2 separate regions of the Zea mays genome follow, and region 2 is linked to region 1. Evidence: chromatin contacts called from public Hi-C data. All regions are on one chromosome and are shown on one strand. The core of a region is the stretch at or near the end of the contact, and the rest is flanking DNA. Distances in the headings are between cores, read along the strand shown.

Evidence for each region. A called contact is a pair of places that touch in the nucleus more often than the background predicts.
Region 2: a contact with region 1 is called in a Hi-C map of tassel, with 5 times the contacts expected there. The contact joins the promoter of LOC100274391 here to the enhancer-like site in region 1. A contact is called at or near these places in 2 of 25 Hi-C or Micro-C datasets (ear and tassel).

The regions. Positions count from the first base shown.
Region 1 is chr1:73,100,622-73,103,598 of Zm-B73-REFERENCE-NAM-5.0, reverse strand. No RefSeq gene overlaps it. Among protein-coding and RNA genes, the nearest start is that of LOC103636314, 25 kb to the left of the region's middle. Within about 2 kb of position 1,523, at least 15 of the 20 cell types and tissues checked have an H3K27ac peak or open chromatin away from gene starts, as enhancers often do. A contact at or near this core is called in ear and tassel, where this site is marked.
Region 2 is chr1:73,359,968-73,362,783 of Zm-B73-REFERENCE-NAM-5.0, reverse strand. LOC100274391 reads right to left here and starts at 1,338. Exons shown (of 8, transcript NM_001148751.1): 1 at 1,125-1,338; 2 at 630-714; 3 at 393-438; 4 at 181-295; 5 at 22-101. The coding sequence starts at 1,128. It overlaps LOC100278607, which reads right to left. Exons shown (of 5, transcript NM_001151829.1): 3 at 2,719-2,816; 4 at 2,550-2,622; 5 at 2,163-2,332. The coding sequence ends at 2,325.

The DNA.
Region 1 (2,977 bases), core at 274-2,773:
GTTGTTATGGGCCTTAGGGACCGTTTTCTACTACCTCTATCTTTACTTACGCACATTCTCGGTAAATTGTTTAAATTTTGACTAGATATTATACCTTTAAAGGTATTAATGTTTTTTACACCAAATAAAAAATTCTGGAGATATATTTTATGAAAAATCTAATAATACTTATATTTATATTTTTATATACTAGCAAACATATACGTACGTTCCAACTATCAAACATTCATCATAAACGAAGATGAGGATGGTCTATATCTATCTATATTTATCATTTCTATAAAATTGCAATAAAATAATTTATTTTATGTTAACCATGGTATCCATATTATAGGTTATTATTGATCACAATGAGATAGTATCCTGTAAAGTATGTATTGAATTATATTGCAGCTTCGATACATTTTTACCTCTCATTGCAAAGCACAATATCGTTTAATGTACATTTATCTATTGTTGCAAAGTACAAAAAATATTTAGACACCAATATATTATAACAATAATTTTCATCATATCTATATGTTACCAGATGCTCCAATTAAATATTGAGCTTCATATTTTTTCACTAAAACCCATAGAAATATATAATTATATCGTAAAGCCAGTAAGAGTTAATTATTGACGTATCAAGTATTAGCTCGATAATTATGATGTGAGGCACTCTCGATTATCCACATGACAATCGTCATCGAGATTGCAGTTGCAGACATACATTTACTTAGACAGAATTAGAAGAAAAAAATTGTTCAAAAATCATATTTTTTTTGTTTCTAATGAAAACTATATCAACATCATGGTAGTGAAATTATTTGTTTTATAGACAGAAAGGGCAATGGTTCGAGGCCCGTCATACTGTATTTATTACTGACACTTTACATTTTCTTTTGCTGATAAAAATATATAACTTTTATGTTTTAATTAGGGAAAACATCAGCCATAAATCTAAGATGGAAACCAGAGAAGTAAACACTAATTGTATTTATTATTTGTTTTTAACTTTTATTTGTACGACAAAAAAACACCAGAACAAAGTATGAGCGGAGTCCAAGCAATAAATAATCTGCTTGAAAATACAAGGATTAAACTGTCATGCTAATTTTGTAAAATTAGATTGATGCCATGATGTGACATGAAAATGAACTAGTTTCTAACTTTTTAAAATTGGAGTGGTGTATATTTCTAATTAACCCAAATACAAACGGAGTCCAAAAAAACCGAGCGGGGCCAAATAAAGAAACAAAGGAGGAAGCAGACTCCCGATGGAACAGATACACGGACGCTGAAGAAAAAAAACACGCACCTGCTTGGACGGACGCCGCTAACAGAGATTTGATTCCCTCCTATCCGTTTCACTTCACCCCAAATGGAACAAGCTTTTTGAGAGTCCAGATACGAAATCAGTGACTCAAATGAATAGTTCATAATCGTGCTCATCAATTACAGATGGTTTAGAGAAAAGGTCAGAAGCCCCTGCGCAAAAGTGCTGGCGCCTCCCTGGTTGGACCGCCCGTGGGCCCTTTTGCCAGCTAGGCTCGGGTCACTGCCACGCTTGCTGGGCCGAATGTGGCCCATGGACGCTTTTTCCTGTTTTCAGTTTTTTTTCTTTTTATTCATTAAAAATTATAAAGAAAATTTCTGCTAGGAGACTTGGTTCGAATGTGTAGCAGGGTTTTAAATCTCGTTTGATGCCCGTTTAGCGTCAACAGTCCGGAACGAGAAACCGGCGAAAAACAACCAATTCTCACAAAATCCCGACCGGTTTCAGTTTCATCGATTTCTCGTTTTTTTCTCGCCGAGAAACCACCACAAGACAAGACACGGAGAAACCACCACCGGGCACCACGAGTGTTGCGGAGGCAACGACCAAGGGCTGTTTGGTTTCTATGGACTAATTTTTAGTCCCTACATTTTATTATATTTTAATTTCAAAATTACCAAATATAAAAACTAAAACTATATTTTAGTTTGTTTTAGTTTCTATATTTAACAATTTATAGACTAAAATGGAATAAAATAATGGGACTAAACATTAGTCTCTAGAAACTAAACACCCCTAATATGCAAGTAGTTATTATGTGTAAGTGTGCAAGCAGATCTTTTAGTCTGTTAGATCTGGATCTAACTGTACGCTATATTTAGCATTTAAATCCTCTCACCACCACTTTGTGTAGTTTTATAAAAAAAGCCTCTAACAAACCACGATTACACATACGGTTGAATCCAAATCCAACGGATCAAGAGAGCTGCGTGTACGCTTACATCTAATGACTGCTTGTATATTAGTCGTTGCCTATTGTGGAAGGATCGAACTCATTTGGCTCGGGCGTTGAAGTTGCATGTTGAATACGGAGATGGAGGTTGTGGTTCACAAACACCAGCTCATGATAGCAACAATATTGTATACTAATGTTTAGTAACAAATACCATACAATGTTGGACCACAGACAATATTGTCCACTCATAAAAATACTGACTAGTAATATTGTCTACTCAAAATAGATGACATCAACAAAATCTAACAGAAACATTAAACATAATTGTAATTATTCGAAAATATTCTCTGTTGTTGGCTAAAATATTCCCTACTAACGATAAAATCACAAAAATGCATGGAAACATTAAGCGGTACAAATAAAACACATTTAAGGGCCACAATTAGCGGGATCTCAGCTCGGCACCAATGAGCGATTTCTCGGTCCTAAATCTCGGGATCTGAGGTGAGAACATCTTATCGAGAGCACGGCTGAAGAAGCTCAGTGACGCAAACACGGGCAGGAACGGTTAGGGCTGGGCAAAATACTCGTGGCTCGTGAGCTCGCTCGACTCGTGGCCAGCTCGGCTCGACTCGACTCGGCTCGTTTCAATTTTATCACGAGCTGAGCTAACATCTCAGCTCGGTTCGTTAACGAGCCAGCTCGACACGAGCTCGAGCCAGCTCGTTAGCTCGAATGAGCTAGCATTTATCTGTAAAACAAAG
Region 2 (2,816 bases), core at 89-2,588, 260 kb before region 1:
TGGCAAACAATATTTGGCTACCTTGTAAATGTAGTCTTTTATTCCTTGCAGCACAGATTCGTCCGTTATCTTGTGCCCACTTTGGTTCGTCACAGTGAAGACTGGCAGCAGAAACGTACCCAAACAGCTTAGAAATCGACGAAAAAGGAATTGAACGAAACCAATGGCTCTCCTACATACCGTCCATGAACCATCCCCCGTCTGAGGATATGTATGCCTTCTTGACTATGAGCTTGAGGTCGGTGAGGACCTGCACTACCTCCAACAGTATCCCATACTTGTTCGCGCTGTCCACCTGTATCGTTCGAGCAAAAACTATGCCAGCTTCAGCTTCAGCTTCAGCTTCAGGCGCGAACAAGGGGAAACACGCGTTTGACATTCGAGGGACTCACATGGATGACTGTAGCATTTGGACATGATGTGTTGTCGATGGTGACCCTGAACTCGAGAAAAGAAAAAACATGAATCAACATGTTGCCTGCCTAGTATATAACCATGAAAAAACTTGGGATTGCACACTGGCAAGACTGACAGAGACTTTGCAGACTGGTAAGACTGAAAGTGGTTGAGGAAGGAACTGTTTTTCTCTGAAACAAGGAAACTGGTGAAGAGTCGGTTAGCATATATACCTTGGAGGGTTCATGTTTTGGATGAATTTCTGGTACTCGTCGTCACTGTCCCAAGAAGAATAATCCGCCTCTCCATCCGCTAATGCTGCTTCACGAAAAGAAACAAACGCTTCACTCAAGAGTCAAGATTGAACCGAACCGCAGCTGCAGACCAGAAATGCAAGAGAGAAAGAAAGTGTGGCCGCGTCCACGCGGTGATTGCGGGCTTGCGGCTACTGGGCGAAAGCAGGTAGAATGGGCTCCCCGAATCAAACAACCGAATTTCACCAACTCATCAGAAAAGAAAAGAAAAGGTAAAACTGAAGCGGGGACCATTTCCTTCCCCGAAGCGAAACAGAACCAGAACGGCGCAAACAAGGCAAAGAGTAAAAGTAACCTCGCCGCCGCCGCCGCCATAGAAGGAAAGGGCCCCCCGCCGCACGGGACGGGAGCAGGCCGGCCTGAGCGACACCAATAAAGGAAGGGAAGGAGGGAGACGGGCGGTGGCATACATACCCATGCTTGCCTGGTGATGATGGCAGCGATCGATGATTGCGCTCGCTCGATCTTGCAAAGAACCGAAAGCGGAGGGAGCCGCTGCCGGAACGGAAGAAGCCTCCCCTTCCTTCTCTCTCCCTCTCCCAAAGGCCACACCGGATGACAGGAATGGCAACTCCCCCTTGGAGTTGGAAAGGCAGGATTCTGCTTTTTGCCCACTCGAACGGTGAAGTGAAATGGAGCGCACACGCGCCCCAACCCCAACTAACACGCCCCTCAAATCACAGCTGTACTGCAGCAATCTTTCAGTCTATCTATATGTTATTTAGCTCTTTATTGATATTATATGACCAATCGAACTTATCTTTCTCGTAAAATTTATAGATTCATGTGCTAAAACTAGCTGTGAAATTACATGTCTCTCCTCTTTATTTCAGCAGTGAGCCTGTTATTGTACATCTGTAGTCCTGTACTCTGCTAGTGCGCTCGCGAGCTTCGGCGGCCCACCTGTCAGCCGCCTTGCTGCTTTTGAGCTGTGACTGTGACGAGACGAGCGAGGTAAGAGAGCGCGTGGGCCGTGCAATGCCTGTACCGCACCACACACACAGCAGAGGACTAGCAGAGGTGAGCATCCGACGGCCCAGCAACTCCGTTCCCGATCTACGTTCTGGCTGAACAATTGAATCTACATGCCCTTATACAAACTATAAACCTTTGGTTAGGGGTGAAAGCGAAAAGATCAATAATCAGCCGTCGTTTTTAACGTTGAATAACTACATTAAGGGCTAATTTGGCAATAAATAGACAAAAAACCTAGGGAAATTATCCACCAAGAGGATTTTAAATGACACTTTAATTCCCTGGGAGGATTTTTCCCACTTTAATGTATTTTCCTGTCACTCACTGTTTGGCAAACAAGGGGCTAAAAACCTCTCTGGAGACAAAATTCTTCAAAAAATCATAAAAATCAAAGAAAAATAGGAAATATTTAGAAAAACAAAAACACAATGAAACATCACTAAAAATGTAAAAAAAACAGCACATGACATGATCATCTAATATTCAACAAATTATTATAGCATAATAACAGAGTACAAGTCCAGTCATTATGAACTTTGACACTAGAATAAATTATTAGTTTAACTTCTTTTTTACAAGCTTCATGTGGATTGTTGTTCCATTTTTCTTCTCCATGTCAGCTTCAAGTGTTGCTTCCACTTAGCACTCTGCAAATACCAAGTAGCACCAATTGACACACAGTTTAGTTTACACCATGTACCAACATTTTACAACTAGGAAGTGACAAAAGCGAAGAAACTTGCAGAAGTATGCTGCTAACATGTTCTTGGAAGCTATGTTTTGTTACATGCTTAACTAAGGACATGCCTGATTTTGTGCTTTAGCCACATTCTTCGAACATTGTGGTTCTTTGTTGACACTCACCTTCATAAAGTGCTTCTAAAGAGTAGAAAAGAGGAAATGGCTTCTTGCGAAACCTTGCAACCTTTGGGTGAGCCTATTAAATGCAACATGAAATGTAATTAGTTCTCAGCAACAAAAAAGATCATATTGAATAAGAAAAGACATAATGTTATAAAAAGAATTTGCTTACACTAATCAACCTTGCCCAAACCTCTGGTTCAGCTAATATCATACATAGGGAGTCATTCCAACCAGTCCAACTTTCTTTTCTTGAATCTCTTACTGCTT